Regions from separate parts of the Salmo salar genome. Here region 1 is linked to region 2. The links are chromatin contacts, called in public Hi-C maps. All regions are on one chromosome and are shown on one strand. Each heading gives the region's core, a stretch centred on a gene start, on an enhancer-like site or on the middle of the called end of the contact. The rest is flanking DNA. Distances are from core to core; before and after follow the strand shown.

Evidence for each region. A called contact is a pair of places that touch in the nucleus more often than the background predicts.
Region 1: a contact with region 2 is called in a Hi-C map of muscle, with 3 times the contacts expected there. The contact joins the promoter of vkorl here to the promoter of ca4a in region 2. A contact is called at or near these places in 2 of 3 Hi-C or Micro-C datasets (gill and muscle).

The regions. Positions count from the first base shown.
Region 1 is chrssa04:82,993,580-82,999,346 of Ssal_v3.1, reverse strand. It overlaps vkorl (Vitamin K epoxide reductase complex subunit 1-like protein 1), which reads left to right and starts at 1,630. Exons shown (of 1, transcript NM_001146431.1): 1 at 1,630-2,773. The coding sequence starts at 2,018. The coding sequence ends at 2,212.
Region 2 is chrssa04:82,828,384-82,834,031 of Ssal_v3.1, reverse strand. ca4a (carbonic anhydrase IV a) reads right to left here and starts at 2,334. Exons shown (of 8, transcript XM_014198217.2): 1 at 2,059-2,334. The coding sequence starts at 2,119.

The sequences.
Region 1 (5,767 bases), core at 381-2,880, 170 kb before region 2:
ATGAGTTGGACCACAGAGTGAAGGAAAAGCAGCCAACAAGTACTCAGCATATGTGGGAACTCCTTCAAGACTGTTGGAAAAGCATTCCAGGTGAAGCTGGTTGAGAGAATGCCAAGAGTGTGTGCAAGGAGTTTTGAATATTTGTTTTGTACCAATAAAAATGTTGGTTACACCTACTCATTCAAGGGGTTTTCTTTACTTTTTGTATTTTCTACATTGTAGGATAATAGTGAAGACATAAAAACTATGACAGACCACATTTGAAATCATATAGTAACCAAAAAAGTGTTATACAAATCAAAATATATTTTAGATTTTAGATTCTTCAAATTAGCCACCCTTTGCCTTGATGACAACTTTGCACACTCTTGGCATTCTCTCGACCAGCTTCATGAGGTAATCACCTGGAATGCATTTCAATTAACAGGTGAGCCTTGTTACAAGTTAATTTGTGGAATTTATTTCCTTCTTAATGCGTTTGAGCCAATCAGTTGTGTTGTGACAAGGTAGGGGTGGTATACAGAAGATAGCCCTATTTGGTAAAAGACCAAGTCCATATTATGACAAGAACAGCTCAAATAAGCAAAGAGAAATGGCAGACCATCACTACTTTAAGACATGAAGGTCAGTCAAGTTGGAAAATGTCAAGAACTTTTAAAGTTCCCTCAAGTGCAGTTGCAAAAACCATCAAGTGCTATGATGAAACTGGCTCTCATGAGGTCCGCCACAGGAAAGGAAGACCCTGAGTTACCTCTGCTGCCCTGAATGACGGGTCACCACTGCAATCCCTATACCCAGATACATGCAGTTGAATTGTAAATCTATCATGACGACACAGTATTAAATATGTCTGTTGGCTGTAGACTGCAAACTGGGCAATGCGAGTACAATCTAGACATGTCCAGTAAACATATGTCCACTTTCACATTCCATGTGTATTGTATTTGCAAGCCTTTTTGGGATGGCAGGTAGCCTAGTGGTAAGAGCATTGGACCAGTTGACCCAAAGGTTGCTAGATCAAATCACTGAGCTGACAAAGTTAATGAAAAAATCTGTCATTCTGAACAAGGCAGTTAATCCACTGTTCCTAGGCTGTCATTGTAAATAAGAATTTGTTTTGGAACTGACTTGCCTAGTTAAATCAAATTCTACTTCACTGTTGGAGCTAGTAACAAGCTTTTCGCTGCACCTGCCATAACGCCGGCAAATCTGTGGACGTGAGCAATAAACTTTGATTTGATTTGTAGAGAGACAAACTCCTATGTTTAACTCAGTATATGTTTCATTAGAAATGATCTCAAACTCTAATATCTAACAGATTGTATATAGACTTATTTTTCTACTGTATTATTGACTGTATGTTTTGTTTTACTCCATGTGTAACTCTGTGTTGTTGTATGTTGTCGAACTGCTTTGCTTTATCTTGGCCAGGTCGCAATTGTAAATGAGAACTTGTTCTCAACTTGCCTACCTGGTTAAATAAAGGTTAAATAAATAAATAAATAAATAAATAAATAAAAACAGTACACGGCTGAGACACTAGGAGGCAGTATGACCCCACTGGCAAAAAAAAAACATTTTAAAGATGCTACTCTTGCGCAGAGGCATGAGGGGATTGCCATACATGTTCATTGAATGTATTTATTTATTTATTTTTGTAATAGATTAGATTGGTCTCAGAGTGCAAGGACAAAGGCAGCTTCAACTCTTAGATAGAGCTATAGTTTAAAAAAATCATAGACCAGGACAAAGTCTAGCTGACCAGCAATGTGATAAATACAGTCAGACTGTTACAGGTATGGTATGGAAACATTTTGCTGCAAATGTTTATATCTACACAAACAGATTTTCTGTATTGGCATTTGACAGGCCATTGTACTGTAGACGAGGGGTGGCGAGACGGTGACACGCCCCTGCCCTGTTGGTGTGGCACGTTCTGACGCTTTTCCACGTCGCAGTTCTCGTTGTCCCCAATGGTAAGCGGTTGCGTGTACGACTCGAGTAAGGCCGGAGAAAGATGGCGGCGCCCGTCCTGAGAGTGTCCACCCCTCGATGGGAAAGAATAGCCAGGCTCCTTGTTTGCGTCTTGGGTATATTGTTGTCCATATACGCTTTTCACGTGGAAACGGAAAAGTCTAGAGACTCGAATTATCGGGCCATGTGCGACGTGAGCAATTCTATCAGCTGTTCAAAAGTCTTCACCTCCAGGTAATTTGAATTCACCAGCGGCTCTCTGAATGAGACTGGGTGGCATTGTGGGAACGGCTGCGCGGGCTGAACTGTCAAATATATATATATATATATTTTTTCTTCTTTCGTATGCACCTCTTCTTTAGTACACTTTACAATTTCTGTAAAAAAAAAAAAAAATGCAATGGTTTTCGCCCCCAAAAAACGTCCAAAAGTTATAATCAGAAGCTTGCATACTGTTGATAACAAACTTAGGCTGGCATGTTTTACTGTAGAAGCTAGTGTAACGTTAGTTGTTTAGCCAAATTGCTAACGCTACGCTACTTATTCACCAGCCAGCAACTAACGCTAGCTAGCTACTAACTGTCTGTTTGTTTGCTAGATGCCAGGAAGTGGTGTTTTTTTTTCTTCATTTGCATGGATGCACATGTTACACATTTTTATAATTCAAACTTCTAAACACATATTGCTTTCATTAGATTGCTAAATTAGCCAACTAGCTAGCGAATACGGCGCCACCGCCGGCAGCAAACTAACATTGGCTAGTTACTAAGCTAGCCGAGCTAGCGAGACGAGATCGGCGTAACCATTCAGCCAGTTTTGTGTAGTTTGTCTAAACGTGTGAATCAGCTGTCTAATCTAACGTGTAACACATGAAATAAGTTGGAGAGAGAACCTCAAGCACGTTTTCCAATATCTAAAACTGATTTTAACTAGAAACTGTAGGCTACATTTGTATAGGACCATTAACTATATATCAAATATACTTTCCCGATTTCTGCCCTCATTGAGAATAGTTGAATTGTCAGCTGTAATATGTCAATGACAATATGAACAACCTGTTCCTTAGATTGGGAAATGCAAATGTTACATTGACGACAACTGAAGTCACATGACCTGTTTGGATTTCATCTGTCAGTTCAACTTGCCATGTGATGTTGGGGTAGCTCCCATGATTATATGACATGACGCTCCTGTTTGGTGTTTAATGTGGACAGGCAAAGTCAGGTCTCTGATGGTGCTGGAGTCATGAGAACAACACGTGATGAGACCTTAAGTTTCTCAACCACACTCTGCCTGCCGAAGGCCATCATGATGCTTTGAATAACACCCAACCTAAACCTGTTAACTTATAGTGGCATAATAAACAGTATTTTGTCTCGAGGGAGAGCTTTTTTTAATTTTCTATAGCAGAGAGAGAGAGAGAAAAGAGACTGGATGCTTTTGGTCTGTGTGGCATGTCTGTGAACTAAACAAATGAACCCTATAGGAAAGGAGGCCTATATCATTTACAATGTAGCATAAAACTGCTAGACCAGAACTGTTATCATTTACATTTTAGTCATTTAGCAGACGCTCTTAAATACTGGCCCCCGTGGGAAACGAACCCACAACCCTGGCGTTGCAAGCGCCATGCACTACCAACTGAGCTACAGGGGAATCCAATTATAAATACTAAAAGACATTCGCCCAATAACCTTGGTTAGCATTCTTGGAAAAGTCATTGTAATGCCTTCTTTAGGTATCAGTGGCTTGCTCATAGAAGTCTTTTTGAGAGTCAGTGTAACTGTCATGACATTTTCTCATAGGATTTGACTTGGTATCCATATTCCAAGTTGTTCACACCAGACCTCAGCTGGACCTTTCCATGGTTGTATAGGCTTAGCCTTTTCAGCTGGGCTTCTCCATTGGTTGTATACAGTGCATTTGGAAAGTATTCAGACCCCTGGACTTTTTCCACATTTTGTTACGTTACAGCCTTATTCTAAAATGGATTAAAGTAATGTTTTCCTTCATCAATATACACACACTACCCCATAATGACAAAGAGAGAACAGATTTTTAGACATTTTTGGAAATGTATAAAAAAAACACCTTATTTACATAAGTATTCAGACCCTTTGCAATGAGACTCAAAATTGAGCTCAGGTGCATCCTGTTCCCATTGATAATCCTTGAAATGTTTCTACAATTTGATTGGAGTCCACCTGTTGTAAATTCAATTGTTTATATAATGTCCCACAATTGACAGTGCACATCAGAGCAAAAACCAAGCCATGAGGTCGAAGGAATTGTCCGCAGAGCTCCGAGACAGGATTGTGTCGGCACAGATCTGGGGAAAGGTACCAAAACATTTCTGCAGCATTGAAGGTCCCAAAGAACACAGTGGCCTCCATTCTGAATTGGAAGAAGTTTGGAACCACCAAGACTCTTCTAAGAGCTGCCCGCTCAGCCAAACTGAGCAATCGTGGGAGAAGGGCCTTGGTCAGGGAGGTGACCAAGAACCAGATGGTCACTGACCGAGCTCTAGAGTTCCACTGTGGAGATGGGAGAACCTTCCAGAAGGACAACCATCTCTGCAGCACTCCACCAATCAGGCCTTTACGGTAGAGTGGCCAGACGTAAGCCACTCCTCAGTAAAAGGCACATGGCAGGTTGGAGTTTGCCAAAAGGCACCTAAAGGACCCTTAGACCATGAGAAACAAGATTCTCTGGTCTGACGAACTCCAACAGGACAACGACCCTAAGCACACAACCAAGACAACGCACGAGTGGCTTCGGGACAAGTTTCTGAATGTCCTTGAGTGGCCCAGCCAGAGCCCGGACTTGAACCCAATCGAAGATCTCTGGAGAGACCTGAAAATAGCTACGCAGCAACGGTCCACATCCAACCTGACAGAGCTTGAGAGGATCTCCAGAGAAGAATGAGAGAAACTCCCCAAATACAGGTGTGCCAAGCTTGTAGCATCATACCCAAGAAGACTCTGTAATCGCTGCCAGGTGTGCTTCAACAAAGTACATAGTAAAGGGTCCGAATACTAATCTAAATGTGATATTTAAGTTTTATTTTTAATAAATGTGCACACAAAAAACAACCTGTTTTTGCTTTGCCATTATGGGGTATTGTGTGTGTTTTTTCCCCCTCATCAATGGAATCCATTTTAGAATAAGGCTGTAACGTAACAAAATGTGGAAACAGTCAAGGGGTCTGAGTAGTGTCCGAATGCCCTGTCAACCTAACCACACTGCCTGACAGTCAGCTCTAGTCTTTTCAGCTGGCCTTCTCCATGGCTGTGCAGGCCTTGTCAGCTGGCCTTGTCCATGGCTGTGCAGGCCTTGTCCATGGCTGTGCAGGCCTTGTCCATGGCTGTGCAGGCCTTGTCCATGGCTGTGCAGGCCTTGTCCATGGCTGTGCAGGCCTTGTCCATGGCTGTGGTCCAGCATCGCCCGGTTTAGGGGAGGGTTTGGCCGGTGGGGCTTTAGCAACTACTTGTGGTGGGCTGCAGCCTGACCCAGGTCGCCAGTTAAATGATGTTTCCTCTGACATGTTGGTGCGGCTGGCTTCCTGGTTAAGCTGGCAGTTAGTAGGGTCATGCTTTGGCCCACGCATGACTCCACCTTCGCCTCTCCCGAACCCGTTGGGGAGTTGCAGCGATGAGACAAGATCGAAAATTGGGGAGGAAAAAAAGGGGGTGAAATACAATATTAGTGTGCATTTCATTGGCCTCCTGTCAAACAGTCAACAGTGAAACATTTTGGAGTCAGTTTACCTTCAAGTCTGAAGGTTGGTTTGCCA
Region 2 (5,648 bases), core at 1,085-3,584:
CTTTGGTGATATTCAAGTGGTTGGCATGAGGTCAGTGTGTCTTTTGGGATGCAAAGGGAACAATTCCTCTATCATTTTTATTGGTCAGTTAAGAATCAATTGTTATTTACAATGACGGTATACAGCGGCCAAACCCGGACGACGCTGGGCCAATTGTGCGCCGCCCTATGGGACTCCCAATCACGGTCGGTTGTGATACAGCCTGGATTCGAACCAGGGTGTCTGTAATGACGCCTCTAGCACTGAGATGCAGTGCCTTAGCAGCTGCGCCGCTCGTGAGCCCCAAAGAGCAGAAGTGACATCAGACAGTGCACAAACCAACCAGTTCAACCATCTGCATTTGCCCACTTGAGAAAATATTTTTGATATAATGTGATGTAGCTATTTGATAGGCTATGACTTGGGGAGCAATTGGTGAATTGGCATACGGGGATTTTTTGTTGTTGTGTGGATTCAAATAGTGAAAGCTCAAGGTCAAAGGCATCTTCTTATCAGATGCAAAAGCAACGTAGCATGATATTTACTTTTGTGGCTGCTATCTTCATCCAAATAGTATGGTATCCAATTTCGTTCTCAGTGGGGACAGCACGATGTACTCGACATCCGCAGAGCAGGCAGCCTCATGCAGCCTATAGTTCCTGAGCGCGTTACCCATTTCACAACTGGGGAAAGCCAACAGATCATGTATTTTTTGTCAATGAAACCGTTAGACCTACCTGTATAAGATGTGAGTTCTCGTGTGTTTTTCCCATGAAAACGTTTGTAGAGATTTAGCGTTTATCCGCAGCTTGTTTTTTGGAGCTCATGCTGCGTCTCGTTGCGGCAAGCACGCAAGTCTCTCTCATTGGCTCGTGCTGAATTCCGTATAGGGTGCAGGTGCACGTGGAAGAATGAATGGGGATCGCTTGATATAACGGAGCTGTTTTCAAAATCCGATTCTGCTTCTCTGTTCGTTTTCTTTTAATAGTTGACCAGCATAATCTAGCGGTCATCATGTTAACACCTCAAAGCTGACACCTTTGGCATATTGATTTGTTGACAGACAGAGACACTTTAGTTTCACTGTATGTCTTTGAACTTTACTGTGCCACAGTGCTTTCCTGGTGAGGGGATGGAGAACGGTGGATCTCTCTGCCAGCAACGCGTGTGAAATCTCGATGATGGACATGATGGCAGGTGTTGAATCGCATTTACGCGCGCGTTTGGCGGTGATGATATGCGGTGCGCGGGACGGAAGCATCTCTTTCATGTTTCAGGCTAGTTGTGATCATAAGGTAGTATCCTACATACGTTTTTTTTAAAATATATATATCAAGTTAGCCTGAGAAGTGTTTTCAATTTCATAGATGCTGAAATATAACATTGGATGATATCTGAGAGGCGGCTCGCCGACATTGGATTTTATAAAGCCAAACAGGACCTTTCCAAATGAAAGGTAATTTCAACTTCAAAGAACTTATACCAAAAATATAACAGCTAAAACTGACTTCAACCAGTTGTTTTTAACGTGTTATTGGTCTACTTGGTATATTTTAATAAACCTATGCTTGAAAGCTTATCAAATATGAAATAAATATATTTGTTGCCGTTTAATAAAAATAAAAAAATACATGTAAACCCTCAATTACAACATCAACAATGTAAATGGAAATCAGTAGTCTGTCTTTCAAAACGGAACAATGATCAGGTACATCATGAATAAATAGGCTAATCAGAGGATGATCAGAGGATGTAATGTGATCTCACTATTTTACCTCAAAGCTTTGAATGGTAGGAAATTAGTACGTTGTCGCCTGTTTACTTACATTGGATAAGTTTGACTACAAAATAATTTTTACATATATATTTATTGACCTAGTATATATATATATATACATATATATATATATTTTTACTATACAATAAGTAAATTCCTACTTATCAATATATTTTTAGTTTCCCCGTTTATTTATGAAAATTAGATTCACAAATCTAATTTATTGAACGATTGTATAGTTTATACAGATATTACAGCTTTCATTCCAAGTTCAGAATACAATTAATTAAAAATCGACTCACCTGCACCGGCGCAGATTTTTAAAAAGGATGCCAGAAAAACGGCCAGGATGGGATGCTGCATTTTGGAGAGCGTCTCTGCCAGGTTCGAGCGGCGCAGGGCAACAACACAATGAGTATTTTTTTTCAATGTGATCGCATTCTTCTTCCAAGAGGGTCTTATACTTATCTATCATCCTACTCAACAGGAAACAGCCCACCCCTGGCCCCTCCCCCTCGGATATTACTTCTATTGAACATCCTCAACCGATATCTTCTCTAATCGAACAACTGTACACGAGAGGGCGTGTTAAACGTCTGCCACTAAACGAACACCATGCAGGTAGAGATTACCTCTGAGAGACTACCTCTGATTTACTTAAGCAGCATATCACAAACAATACAACTTTATTGTCCCCCCCTCCCCAGCACACATAACAGTTGAGTCAAGCACAGGTTCAAGCTGCAGTACACCTCTCTTGAATGGAGAGCATGCTGTGGGGTCAAGGGCCTTGCTCAAGGACCAATGGTAGGGGAATGTCTTGAGGATGTGAACCCAGCAGCCCTCCAGTTATCAGCACCTTTTCCAGCGCCCGGCCCCAGGTATCGAACCGGACACCTTTCAGCTACAGATCCAACTCTTTAACCGCTGGGCTACCTACCACCCCAAATATATATCCTGTATATTTGTTCTGACCCCGACTTTAAATATCACTGTCCTACTGGATACGGTGGATACCTCAGAAAGATGACAGAGAGTTGATAAACATCCAGCAGGCCAGGGTCTGTGTGTGTGTCCATGGTGGAGAGGTATTTCCCCTCTGAAATGAGCATGGTACTGGGTTACAGGTTGCTATAACCTGCCTGTAACCCAGTAACATGCTCTTTCCAGAGGGGGAATACCTCTCCACCATGGACACACACAAGCACAATATGCCCGACCCAAGCTGTGCTGCTCCGATAGCTGCTACTGTGCTGAAAAGGAACCGATGGTGGATTGGTAAGCAGGTCAGCCCAGTACAGCTCGGTTAGGTTGGGCTCAGTACTGTGACATTCTTGTAACATTTGAAGCACTTAATAAGGTTCCTTCTGTTTATCGTTTTCATTTTCAACCCCTCTTCAAATATGCTTAATAGTACTGCCCCCCTCTGTACCACTAGGGTTTCCATTCTACTGCCCCCCTCTGTACCACTAGGGTTTCCATTCTACTGTCCCCCTCTGTACCACTAGGGTTTCCATTCTACTGTCCCCCTCTGTACCACTAGGGTTTCCATTCTACTGTCCCCCTCTGTACCACTAGGGTTTCCATTCTACTGCCCCCCTCTGTACCACTAGGGTTTCCATTCTACTGTCCCCCTCTGTACCACTAGGGTTTCCATTCTACTGTCCCCCTCTGTACCACTAGGGTTTCCATTCTACTGTCCCCCTCTGTCCAACTAGGGTTTCCATTCTACTGTCCCCCTCTGTACCACTAGGGTTTCCATTCTACTGTCCCCCTCTGTACCACTAGGGTTTCCATTCTACTGTCCCCCTCTGTACCACTAGGGTTTCCATTCTACTGTCCCCCTCCGTACCACTAGGGTTTCCATTCTACTGTCCCCCTCTGTACCACTAGGGTTTCCATTCTACTGTCCCCCTCTGTACCACTAGGGTTTCCATTCTACTGTCCCCCTCTGTACCACTAGGGTTTCCATTCTACTGTCCCCCTCTGTACCACTAGGGTTTCCATTCTACTGTCCCCCTCTGTACCACTAGGGTTTCCATTCTACTGTCCCCCTCTGTACCACTAGGGTTTCCATTCTACTGTCCCTCTCTGTACCACTAGGGTTTCCATTCTACTGTCCCCCCTCTGTACCACTAGGGTTTCCATTCTACTGTCCCTCTCTGTACCACTAGGGTTTCCATTCTACTGTCCCCCTCTGTACCACTAGGGTTTCCATTCTACTGTCCCCCTCTGTACCACTAGGGTTTCCATTCTACTGTCCCCCTCTGTACCACTAGGGTTTCCATTCTACTGTCCCCCTCTGTACCACTAGGGTTTCCATTCTACTGTCCCTCTCTGTACCACTAGGGTTTCCATTCTACTGTCCCCCCCGTACCACTAGGGTTTCCATTCTACTGTCCCCCCCGTACCACTAGGGTTTCCATTCTACTGTCCCCCTCTGTACCACTAGGGTTTCCATTCTACTGTCCCCCTCTGTACCACTAGGGTTTCCATTCTACTGTCCCCCCCGTACCACTAGGGTTTCCATTCTACTGTCCCCCTCTGTACCACTAGGGTTTCCATTCTACTGTCCCCCTCTGTACCACTAGGGTTTCCATTCTACTGTCCCCCTCCGTACCACTAGGGTTTCCATTCTACTGTCCCCCTCCGTACCACTAGGGTTTCCATTCTACTGTCCCCCTCCGTACCACTAGGGTTTCCATTCTACTGTCCCCCTCTGTACCACTAGGGTTTCCATTCTACTGTCCCCCTCTGTACCACTAGGGTTTCCATTCTACTCTCCCCCTCTGTACCACTAGGGTTTCCATTCTACTGTCCCTCTCTGTACCACTAGGGTTTCCATTCTACTGTCCCCCTCTGTACCACTAGGGTTTCCATTCTACTGTCCCCCTCTGTACCACTAGGGTTTCCATTCTACTGTCCCCCTCCGTACCACTAGGGTTTCCATTCTACTGTCCCCCTCCGTACCACTAGGGTTTCCATTCTACTGTCCCCCTCTGTACCACTAGGGTTTCTATTCTACTGTCCCTCTCCGTACCACTAGGGTTTCCATTCTACTGTCCCCCTCTGTACCACTAGGGTTTCTATTCTACTGTCCCTCTCCGTACCACTAGGGTTTCCATTCTACTGTCCCCCTCTGTACCACTAGGGTTTCCATTCTACTGTCCCTCTCTGTACCACTAGGGTTTCCATTCTACTGTCCCCCCCGTACCACTAGGGTTTCCATTCTACTGTCCCCCTCTGTACCACTAGGGTTTCCATTCTACTGTCCCACTCTGTACCACATTGGGATTTCCATTCTACTGTCCCCCTCTGTACCACTAGGGTTTCCATTCTACTGTCCCCCTCTGTACCACTAGGGTTTCCATTCTACTGTCCCTCTCTGTACCACTAGGGTTTCCATTCTACTGTCCCCCCCGTACCACTAGGGTTTCCATTCTACTGTCCCCCTCTGTACCACTAGGGTTTCCATTCTACTGTCCCCCTCTGTACCACTAGGGTTTCCATTCTACTGTCCCCCCGTACCACTAGGGTTTCCATTCTACTGTCCCCCTCTGTACCACTAGGGTTTCCATTCTACTGTCCCACTCTGTACCACTAGGGTTTCCATTCTACTGTCCCTCTCTGTACCACTAGGGTTTCCATTCTACTGTCCCCCTCTGTACCACTAGGGTTTCCATTCTACTGTCCCACTCTGTACCACTAGGGTTTCCATTCTACTGTCCCACTCTGTACCACTAGGGTTTCCATTCTACTGTCCCCCTCTGTACCACTAGGGTTTCCATTCTACTGTCCCTCTCCGTACCACTAGGGTTTCCATTCTACTGTCCCTCTCCATACCACTAGGGTTTCCATTCTACTGTCCCCCTCTGTACCACTAGGGTTTCCA